3 separate regions of the Mus musculus genome follow, and all the other regions are linked to region 1. Evidence: chromatin contacts called from public promoter capture Hi-C data. All regions are on one chromosome and are shown on one strand. Each heading gives the region's core, a stretch centred on a gene start, on an enhancer-like site or on the middle of the called end of the contact. The rest is flanking DNA. Distances are from core to core; before and after follow the strand shown.

Region 1 (3,766 bases), core at 1,178-3,677:
TCTAACAGCACCTGGTTCACACAGACACGCAGAGTCTCCCTTACTCAGTTCAGCCTATTATGGAAGATAGGGCATGGATTCAGACTGCCATTATGGAAGAGTCCACTGGGCTCATGAATGACACTTATCTCATCTCTCAGAAAGTCTAAAGTGTGGCGCTTGCGGCTGGGTGGAGTCCAACAGGGGAGACGTGAAGATAACACCTGAGAAACATGGCCAAGATTCATAGTCCCAGAGTTATTTATTTGATCACTTAATATCCACTCTAAAACCACCAAGACACAGTTTCAGCATTCGTTGGTCTGAGGCTGGGGACGACATAGGGGTTGGAGGTGACAGATGAGCTGAGTCACCTGAGGCTGGTAAGAGGTGGCCAGCCCTGGTGGGGGGAGGAAGGGGGAGGGAGAGAGGGAGATTAAGAGGGAGAGTGGGAGGGGGAGACCAAGAGAGAAACAGATAAGACAGAGAGAGACCTCATCTGTAGCACGATATGCAGGTCTTCTGTACCCTGAGAGAACAAAGGTGGCTCAGGTAGGACGGATGACCCTACATAAGGGGTGATGTCAAGGGGGCACTGCTGGTGTAGGAGTGCAGCGGCCTGAGGCTGCTTGGAGGCCATGTGGCCAGGGACATGGGTCTCCTTCACTGACCAGTTCTCCTCTATCACATGTCAGGGAACAGCACTTAGAATCCCATCATCCTCAGGATGACAAAGGTGTGTGCTGGAGTCCTGGCCTATCCTTCTGTTTCCCAGAACTGTGACCGGAGGCCTTTCTGAACTCTAGACACCTCATCCAAAGAACAGAAGTGGTTTTTTTTTTTTTTTTTTTGTTTTTTTTTTTTTTGTCTTTTCAACCACCCAGATGTATTGGGAGTGCTGTGTACATGCTATGCAGCGGTGATGAGTTCTTATCAGTTATTACCTCATTTTTGTGGGGTCTCGGCCATCCTGCCGGCCACGTTATGGCTTTGGGGAAGGACTACTTTTGTCCAATAGGAGTCAGAGGGACCTGAAGGATGCAGTACTTTAGTTCACTCCCCTTCCTCCCTGGCCGCAGGAGTTGGGGAGGGGGAAAGGCGGGCTGTTGAAGTCCTCATTTTGTTCGCTGGTAGAACTGGAAGACGGCCTTCTCCTGTTCATACGTCTCAATGGATCCTGGTCGCAGGCGCCGGATCTCAGCAATGGCATCTCCTGCGGCCAAAGCCCGCTCCTTCACCAAGTAGCAGGCTAGCATGGTGCCAGTGCGGCCAAAGCCTAGGGCACAGTGCACTCCAACAGCCTGTGAAGTGGAGACTGATGGAGTAGAGTCCAATGCCCTCCCCAATACTCCCCTGTCCTCACCCCACACATCACAGGCTCTCCAAGAAGTGACATCAAAGCTGTGGGAGGACAGGTGACTAGGAGGCCTCTGGAATGGCTGGTTCCAACTTGGGCTCTCAGCCTACATCGCCTGGCCTCTATCCTGTGCTGTCTTGTATAGTACATCCAGCCACTTGTGGTGCTATTTTTCCTGAAATGTGTCAGTCCAAACTGAGCTGAGGTGCAAAATACTTACCAGGCCCTGAAGATGCGGCATGAAAAAGACTGGACATGCCTCATTAATAATTTGTTTCATATTGATTCTATGTTGAAATAATATTTTTGACTTATTGGATTAGTACAAAATTAACTTCACCTGCTTCTTTTTCATCTTTTTCGTTTTTTGTTTTTGTTTTTTTTTTAAAACGTAGCTGCTAGTAAAATTTAAAATTACAAGTGTGTCTCTATGACATTTGGACCTCTAGTAAAAGGGCTTTGAACTGATTCCGTCTGACATAGGCGCTCCCTGGACTCCTGGAAGGATTTCACTTGACAGTACTCTCTCTCCAGCCTACTTGGCACCACCTCTCCTAGCAGCATAGTTGACTTTAGTCAGGGAGTGGGTCCATCTAGCTCCCACCCCACTTAGCCCTGTCACCCCCGCCCCCAACCCCAGGCTCTCCCACTCTTTTCGGACTCCAGCTCCGGCCCCGCCCACTCATTTCCTTCCAGGCCCCGCCCTCTCGCTCTGGCTCACGAGCGTGCTGACCTCTCCCCGGGCATTGGCCTCGTCCACGATCTTCACAAATTGGTCGATCTGTTCCGGGGACGGCGGGCAAAAGTCAGGGATGCGCATTCGGTGCAGCGTGAGGCCGGGACAGCTGTCACTGTGAGGGGGTCCGCGCTCCGTCAGGGACACCAGGTGCCGCACACCCTGGTCCAGCAGGAACTGGTAGTGCGCGGGCAGCCGGGGCAACGCCAGTCCGGCCAGCCGTCCCGGAAGCACCCAGGAGAAGTTGGGGGGTTGCACGCCCATCGTGGGGGGAGTTTACTCAGGGCGAGGCTGGCCTTTCCTACTCTGCCGGGAGATTGGGTCACCCCCCCTCTGGGGCTGGATTCCGTCCCCGCTCAGCACTTGCCCTAGCGGGCCACGTAGTCTCTTGGACCCTCCCCCGTGACGCTCCTCCCCACCCAGGGTTGGCTGAACAGCGGGGGCGGGGCTAAGACGGCTCCAAGGCAGGCAGAGAAACCCTACAGCCCAACGGACGCGAGCAGGGCACTCGTTGATAGGCTGGGTAATCAACAACAAGCGTGATTATTGCAGCGGGGAGTGAAGGCACTAAGGAAGCCTGGAACCAATTAATTGCTCCTGTAGAGAAAACAGCCCAGGGCTGGGCTCTGCTGCTCCCTGGTGGTGCGTTGGAGCTACTGCATCGTGGGCCAGCCGCCTAACGGCCTGGTCTCTTCATAGTTTTTATACAAGGGGTTTAAATAGTGATAGAAAAATCTACTTCTGCCTGGGCGCGGGTGTGAGTAGGTAATCTCTTCAATGACCAAGCAGTCATGGTTGCTGTCTTCTTGAGTTCTTGAAGTAAGAGGGAACTACTATGTCCCAGACAATAGAAAGTTTTATTTTTCTACTGCCGACAGTAGTTAAAGGATGGGGGGTGGGGAAATATGTGGCACTGGAAATGGTACTCAGGGTAATATAGTAACCACTATCAACAACATAAGGGTTAACAACATTTAAGCTTTTGCTTTGTGTTAGGTACTTGTGCAAATACTTTTTATATATGTTAATTAATCGCCATAAGGTAGGTGATCACAGTAACCCCATTTTAGAGATGAGAAAACTGAGGCACCGAGGAAGCTAAGGAAGATACCATTCTCCAGAATCTCTCTCTCTTTTAAAAAAATGTTTATCTTATGTATATGAGTGCCCTGTAGCTGTCTTTAGACACACCAGAAGAGGGCATCGGATCCCATTACAGCTGGTTGTGAGCCAACTTGTAGTTGCTCAAATTTGAACTCAGGACCTCCGGAAGAGCAGTCAGTACTCTTAACTGCTGAGCCATCTCTCCAGCTCCGAAATCTTGTTTTAAAAATTATTATTATTTTTATTTTATGTACATTGGTGTTTTGCTTGCATGTGTATCTGTGTGAAGGTGTCAGGACTCCCGGAGCTGGAGTTACAGACAGCTGTGAGCTGCCGTGTAGGTGCTGGGGATGGAACCTCTGGAAGAGCAGCCAGTGCTCTTAACTGCTGAGCCATTGTTCTGTCCCCCTCTCCAGAATCTTTTAATGGCACACTTTCCTACAGTCATCCAGGAAATGACAGTGTTACACAGCCATCTTCACATTCTTCCAAACATTTTGTGTTTAAAACCCTGGGTATTTTCTTAACCGGGGGCCTAGGGACATACTGACCTAAGCCCACAAGACCTGGGTATGAAGACATCCTACCCT
Region 2 (3,510 bases), core at 638-3,137, 160 kb before region 1:
ATATGTCAGTCAACTCCAGAGACATACCTACAAGCTAACTCAGTGTAGACCATCCCTCATTGAGACCCTTTTCCAAGTGATTCTACATTGTACCAAGTAAACATGTAACATAAAGCGAACTATCCATCACTCTACACCAAGAGTGTACATAGGATAAAGGCTCCTCTTCTGAGGAAAGTTTTTCTTACCTTAATTCTATATAATCCTTCTCAAATCTGATTTTCTCTATATCATTGATCAACATTGATAATCTGAATGGTTTAAAATCTTTCCATGACATTAACAACTCTAATTTACACCCTTCTTTAAATTACTGTCATTATTATTGTTGTTTTCTTTTTGAGATAGTGTCTCACTATGTAGCCCTGGTTGGCTTGAAACTCAGAGCAATCCACCTGCTTCTGCCTTCTGAGTGTTGATATTAAAATGTATGTGCCACTATTCTTGACCTGAAACAGTATTTTAAGAGAGAATTAGCCTTATCTTGCTGTCCAGGCAGAGGGCCTATGTGATGTCCCTCTCAATTCATGTCACAACAAAAACAAAAACCAAATTCACATAGTTTCTGGAACACTTGATATCCTGCCAGTGGAGAAGGAGGATGTCCTCAAATTCTTTGCAGTAAGAACCCTCTTAGGTGGCACCAATCTTGTCTTCCTTATGGAACAGTAAATCTTCAAAAGACAAAGTGAGAGGATTTACGTTAAAACAAAACAAACAAACAAAAACCCTAGGAGGAGCTGGGAGATGCTGCTGCTTTCAGCTCCAGCCATTACTGGCATTGGGAATCCTGCTGATGTCAACTTCATTGCCTCCAGGAACCCCTGGGGCCAGCTAGCTGTCCTGACTTTTGCTCCTGCAAAAGACTTTCATTACTCAAACTAAGAGGACTTCAGGAAGCGATGGCTTTTGCTAGTCACCAATCCCAGAGCTGATCCCCAGCCCATCACAAAGGTGTCTTATGTCAACCTGTCTGCCGTTGCTCTGTGTAACGCACATTCTCCTCAGTACTATTGACATTGACATTGCATGCAACAAGGGTACTCACCCAGTGAATCCTACTTGGTGGATGTTGGCTTGGGAAGTTCTGCACACATGTGACACCATCTCTGGGGAGCACCCATAGTTCTCATCAGGTCATGTCTAATCTCTACTCCTATAGGGAGCCTGAAGAGATGGAGAAGGAAAAACAAGTGTAGCCGAAAAGGCTGTGACTACAAAAATCTGTCAGTGTGGAAGGACTATACCTGCTCCTGAGTTCACTGCTCCTTGGCCAAGGTGGCAGACTGGAGGTTTGCAGGTGTCTTCTGTGCCCAACCAGAAGTTCCCAGTGAAGACTTGATGTTCAGACACTCCAGGGACTAGTCTGCACCGCTCATGCCACTGAATCAGATGGCAGTAGCACTGAGTGGTCAAAACTGTTTGCAGACACCAGGCAAAGCAGAAAGGTGGATGGAAGACAGCATCACAAATGGGAATACAAATAGCTTTAAATAGAAGACTTCCCACGCTCATCTTTTCTAATGCCATGAAGATGCGTTTAGCAGGGGCTAGGAACAGTGAAACATAACAGTGGAAATAAAAGATAGACTCTCTCAGGGGAGATAAAGATCACAGCAGCATAGAAAATACTGAGGGGGTGGGCGAGAGTGTTCAGAGGGCCGACAGCTGGGTAGTTCGAAGCACGTGCATATGTGATTTCTACGGGATCTGGGCATGCAGCTGGCTGGAGATAGAAAAGTCAAAGTCTGTATTAGGAAGTGAGATTTGGGTTTGGTTTGGGGGATGGGCAATCTGAGACAGTGGCTTACATCATCTGACTGTTAGACGGAGGAGAGGCACATTTCCATGAGGGCCAGGGAGGAGTTTAATGTGTACAGAGGAAGTTGGAGGGAGAATTATTTCCCTCTCTGCTTCCTGCCAGTATCAACCAGTCATTCTGCCTCTATGGACCCCTTACCAGCTTGTGTTTCCACAGCCTAGCCAGCTGACCAAGTCACTCTTCCCAGGCAAGAGCTGCCAATATGGGGGCCCTTCTGTGGTCACTCCTGCTGCTGCTTCAGGAAGGTGAGTGGCTCCCTGCTCCTGTATAAGACTGTCTTTATACCCTCTGTTCCACTTGGCCTTAGGCTGGCAAGACCCTTCCTTTGGGGATGAGTGTGTCAGCCCTTCTGTTGATGGGGCACCAAAGGATGATTGTGACTCGCTCTGCAATAAACATGGGTGTGCATGTATCACTGTTGTACATTGATGTGGATTGTGCTGAATGCATGCCTACATGTGATGTAGCTGAATCTCAGGCTAGGTTGGGGGAATTTCTACTCTGAACTCCAAGGAGTGGGTTATGGCCTCTGAGCAGGATGAGAGGGTATATCTGGGTGACATGCATGGGGTTGCAGTTCCAGAAGGACAAAAAAGAAGGGAAATGGTGAAGAGATCAATGGGGACCATCTCTTCCCCCTCCCTGACCCCACCCCCTCCCAGATCCTTGATCAACTCAGGTGCAGTGGAAATCTAGAACTACAAGAGGTAGCTAGAGAGTCCTACGATGGTGCATAGAGCTAGAGAAGGTGCTCAGAGGCAGATGAGTCATAGCTACTCTGTTACCTAACTGCAGCCACCAAGAGATATCAGCCAGGCTGTATGCATCTCTTTTTCAGCCAAAGGGTTTTCTGGAGATGATGAGGATCCTGAGGAAGTGGTTGGTGTCCTGCAAGAGTCTATCAACCTCTCTCTGGAAATACCATCCAATGAAGAAATTAAGCACATAGACTGGCTCTTTCAAAACAACATTGCCATCGTGAAGCCAGGCAAAAAGGGACAGCCAGCCGTTATCATGGCAGTGGATCCTCGATACCGGGGCAGAGTGAGCATCTCTGAGTCCAGCTACTCCCTGCATATTAGCAATCTGACCTGGGAAGACTCAGGGCTTTACAACGCCCAAGTCAACTTGAAGACATCTGAGTCCCACATCACGAAGTCTTACCATCTCCGTGTCTACCGTGAGTTTAAGACTCCCCTTATTCTGGCTTTCCTGAGCTTGGCATGGAAGCTCGGGAGCTGAGGTAAGCCTTAAGAGGCTGAAACTGGAAGGCAGACTGCTTGTAGTGTGGTCTGTTCCAGTGCCTGAGCTTCAGCCACAGGGAAAATGAACAGGAACAAGGAGGCAATGGACACTGAGGCTGTTTCCATGGAGGTGCCCAAAGCAGTAAGAAAGATAAAGATGGTGTATAGAGCATCAAAGGGCTCTTTTTCACCAAGGAGATTGCTCTAGATAAACAGCTCTCGAAGCCTTTATTCCCCTGAGTGGTTCGAGGATTAATAAACATTTTTCCCTACTTGAAACAAAATTTCTTCACCTGCCACATTGAATCTACTTTGGGTCTTGGAGAGATGGTTACCATGTAAAGGTCTTTGGGAGGGGGAGGGGTGATACTATACTGTGTAATCAGTGAGATAGAAGAGGATTTGAAGGTAAGAGGGTGTAAAGCTAAGAGAGTGATGTCAGAA
Region 3 (3,460 bases), core at 678-3,177, 200 kb before region 1:
CCCTGCACCTTGGCTAGAAGTCCAGCCTTCTTGGCTCCTCAACAACAGCCAGCAGGCCCCAGCAGACAGCAGGAAGTTGTCGGAGAAAAGATTGTTACCCTTTGTCATTTCTTATCAACAAAAAGACTGGAATGTTAGGTCTCAAACCTGGGACAAACTGCCAGCTGATATGTCTATTTAATATATCAAAGTGTCTCTAGCTGCCAGGTTCTCCCAGAATCCCTCAGTCCCTACCTATTATAGGTTATGGCTGGTGTAACCCACCCTACCCTAAACTTCTCCAGCCTAGGGGCTGGGCTGCCATTCCCTATGTAATCCAACCACTTTGGCTTTGCGGGTTCTTTGTGTGCCCTCCTGGCCTTTTGGTCTCCTAGTCTCCTAGCTCCACCCCCTTATCCTCACATAGCCCAGCCAGAGTCATGTTTATTCTGGACTCTCCCAGATGTTTCTGACTCTGCCTATTCTCTCACTCTTATGCACAATAAACTTTCTCCTACTTCATCGTACCTAGGAGCAGTCATGTCCTTCCTTCTGTCCTTCCTTCCTTCCTTCCTTTCTCTCTTTCTATTCCAATTCATTAATCAAATGTATGGATGGAGCTTTTTGTTCAAGAATGGTGTAGCCTTGTATGGTCTGACAGGACCTGATGAGGGCTGGATGACTGTTGTATTTTAAGTGTTTGCAAGTGGAGTGAGGGATAGAGAACGGGCATGTGGGAGGAATGGGAAGAGGCCAGTGAGAGGGATCAGGGGGTAAGCACATTTGCGGCCAAGCCTGAGGAGCCGAACTTGATTTTCAGGACCTACATGGTAGGAGGAGAGAACCCTATGAATTGTCTTCTAGCTTCCACATGTGTGCTGTGGTGTGTGCATCCAAATAAACAGATAAATAAATAAATGCAGTGCAACTTTGTTTAAAGAGAGGAGTGTCAAGCGTAGGTATAGAAGGACAAAGGGAGAGGCTGCCATGCATGGTGCGCTGACATTTAAGAAGAGCTGTGGGGAGCGAGAAAGTCCCTGTGCTGAGAAATGGAAGCTACATTTATGACCGGGGGCTTCCGACTGGGTATTGCTGCCTACGTCTGAGATAAGTGTATTTCTTTATTTTCCCAGTCGTTCTGGGGACTAGTCTAGTCTGCTCTGTACAGCAGGCCTCCCTTATCAGTGGTTCCCCCTCTCGCCACCCCCACCCCCGTGATGATTTAAGTTATCTAAGGTCAAATGTCCAATGGAAAATTCCGTTGAAATAAATAGCTCTCAGGCTTTGAATTGCATGCTGCTTTGGGAATCGTGATGAAATCTCATGCCGCCTTGCTTCATCCTTCCCAGGTAGACTTCCCTCGTTGTCCGGGGTATCCATGCAGTATGCACTACCTTCCCATTGGCCACTTAGCCATCTTGTTTATAAGGTCAACTGAAGGTCTCACAGTGCTTGTGTTTAACTTCGTCTTACTGAGCAGTGGTCCTGAAGCACATGAGCAGTGATGCTGGCAATTCGGACACCACAAAGTGCAGCATCACAGGGCATCCTTTATGAGAGAGGGTGAGGATACAACGAGGTATTTTCGAGGGGCCACATTCACAGAATCTATGTGATAATATATTAATCGTTATATTTCATTATTAACTGCTAACCTCTTACTGGGCCTAATTTAGAAATTAAATGTAATCACAGGTATGTACAGTATGATCTCTGGCCTCGGACTTCTATCTCCTGGGGGCGGGGGCAGTTTTAGAACACAGCCCATGGGTAGAAGAGCAAAGCCCTCTGGGAAATTGCTGCTTTGGTGAGTGAAGTTACAGGTCCAGCATCCCCTCACCTCAGAGAAAGAATAAAATTGTTATGAGAAGCCATTGAAGCATAAAGACTGAGAATTCAGCGACAGAAGTCATAGCTAAAAATAAGCAGAGGAAATATAAAAGTCCCCAGAGAAAAAGACTCAGTGAGGAGGACCCTGAGTGTGCTACTCCGGTTGGGGTGGGGATTGGGTAGGCGTTCTGAGTTATAGAGAACAATAATCAAAGAAGGATGACTGACAGAGCTAGGCATTGAAGATAGTGGGGGGTGGGAGTGGAGCTTGGGGGTGTGTGTGTGTGGGGGTGCTATACCCTCGCAGTCAGGAGGCTGAGGCAGGATAGTTGGGAGTTCAAAGCTAGCCTGAGCTATATAGTGACATCCTGTCGCAAAAAAGCTAAGAAAACAAACAACCCCTCCCCAACCTAAAAACAACAACAAAAAATAATAAAAACAACCAAGAAAACAAACCAGAAGGCTGAGTAGCTCAAAGGCGAAATTCTAGGTTGTAACTGTATGCTTTATTTTCTGGTTGTTGTTAAGGAACAGGGTATAAAACAGGCCGTGGCTGGTTCATATATGGCCACAGATAGTCGACCTACAGCCTTTGCAGCAAGCAACGGAAGAGTCAAACCAGCTTTGCTGCATTAATGGGCACAAGAAAGCCAGGACTCAGCTAAAAATAGCATTTCTCCAAGGTTTGGCCTCGGTTTCTAAGACAGGACCGACCAGGGAAAGTGAAATATGTTCCTGGAGACAGTCCCCTAGGTACTTCCGGTTAGCCTGCCTCCAGCTTCCCAGACCAGCAATTTTATCAGTCTTAGTTCTTGTTGCTCTGACCAAGGGCTGCTCTATGTGATTTATACGTGATATCCATTTATTTCTCAACGTTCCATAGAGGGGAAGCCTGGGGGCCGAGTGTGGCACCGCTGTGTTCCAATGAGGACAGTGGAAGAGTCCCCCACCCCCAACGGCCCTCTCCCCTGCAACCCCCCAGCTTCTAAGAAAGGTACTAGCTCCATTTATGATGGCTCTATCACCAGGGTCTGATTGCTTCCTATAGGCTCAACTTTCAAACACTGTAAGATTAAGGTTTTAACATACAAAGTTGAGGACAGCTGGGTTGGGGGAGATGGACAAACATTTAGTCCCTGACAGAGAGCGCAGAAACACTCCCACAAACTATGAAGCTTCCCTAGTCTCTTTCCTAGTCTCTTCCTGCCGCAGAATCTTCCAAATGCAATTGATGACTCCTCTCCCTGCTAGTAGCAAGCCCAGAGTAGATGGTCATGTGGTTTGAATAGGAATGGCCCTCATAGATTCCTGGGTATGAATGTGTGATCCATAGAGAGGGGCAGTATTAGGAGGTGTGGCCTTGTAGGGGTGGGTGTGGCTTTGCTGGAGAAAATGTGTCACCATGGGGGGCGGGGGGAGGCTTGAGGTCTCATATATCCTCCTGCTGCTGGCTGCAGATCAAGAACTCTAGGCTGCTCCAGCACCATATCTGCCTGCGGGTCACTTTGCTTGCACCACGATGATAAGGACCGAACTTTTGAAACTGTAAGCCAGCCCCAATTAAATCTTTTCCTTTATAAGAGTTGGCTTGGTCATGGTGTCTCATCACAGCAATAGAAACCCTAAGACAGATGGTTTCTGGTTATCTGGG

The links. Promoter capture Hi-C pulls out the DNA fragments that hold promoters and counts their contacts.
Region 2: a promoter capture Hi-C map of macrophages shows a contact between it and region 1, with 6 read pairs. The contact joins the promoter of Slamf9 here to the promoter of Dusp23 in region 1. A contact is called at or near these places in 7 of 39 promoter capture datasets (the HPC-7 cell line, hematopoietic stem and progenitor cells, hippocampal neurons and 4 more), 1 of 15 datasets of contacts at CTCF or cohesin (embryonic stem cells), 43 of 484 Hi-C or Micro-C datasets (the AML12 cell line, B cells, CD4 T cells and 31 more), 13 of 115 datasets of contacts at active chromatin or transcription factors (embryonic forebrain, embryonic hindbrain, embryonic midbrain and 10 more) and 5 of 9 other capture datasets (adipose tissue, embryonic stem cells, liver and 2 more).
Region 3: a contact with region 1 is called in a promoter capture Hi-C map of pre-B cells. The contact joins the enhancer-like site here to the promoter of Dusp23 in region 1. A contact is called at or near these places in 10 of 39 promoter capture datasets (the C10 cell line, the HPC-7 cell line, HPC-7-derived erythroid cells and 8 more), 1 of 484 Hi-C or Micro-C datasets (myocytes), 3 of 115 datasets of contacts at active chromatin or transcription factors (embryonic basal ganglia, embryonic forebrain and large pre-B cells) and 3 of 9 other capture datasets (adipose tissue, liver and macrophages).

Annotation. Positions count from the first base shown.
Region 1 is chr1:172,630,547-172,634,312 of GRCm38.p6, forward strand. Dusp23 (dual specificity phosphatase 23) reads right to left here and starts at 2,428. Exons shown (of 2, transcript NM_026725.2): 1 at 2,070-2,428; 2 at 223-1,280. The coding sequence starts at 2,336. The coding sequence ends at 1,095. It overlaps Gm35601 (a long non-coding RNA gene), which reads left to right and starts at 2,434. Exons shown (of 5, transcript XR_001779542.2): 1 at 2,434-2,595.
Region 2 is chr1:172,473,473-172,476,982 of GRCm38.p6, forward strand. It overlaps Slamf9 (SLAM family member 9), which reads left to right and starts at 1,888. Exons shown (of 4, transcript NM_029612.4): 1 at 1,888-2,067; 2 at 2,661-3,002. The coding sequence starts at 2,025. It also overlaps the pseudogene Gm7804.
Region 3 is chr1:172,432,039-172,435,498 of GRCm38.p6, forward strand. No RefSeq gene overlaps it. Among named protein-coding and RNA genes, the nearest start is that of Slamf9, 42 kb to the right of the region's middle. Within about 2 kb of position 1,928, at least 55 of the 459 cell types and tissues checked have an H3K27ac peak or open chromatin away from gene starts, as enhancers often do. A contact at or near this core is called in adipose tissue, liver and pre-B cells, where this site is marked.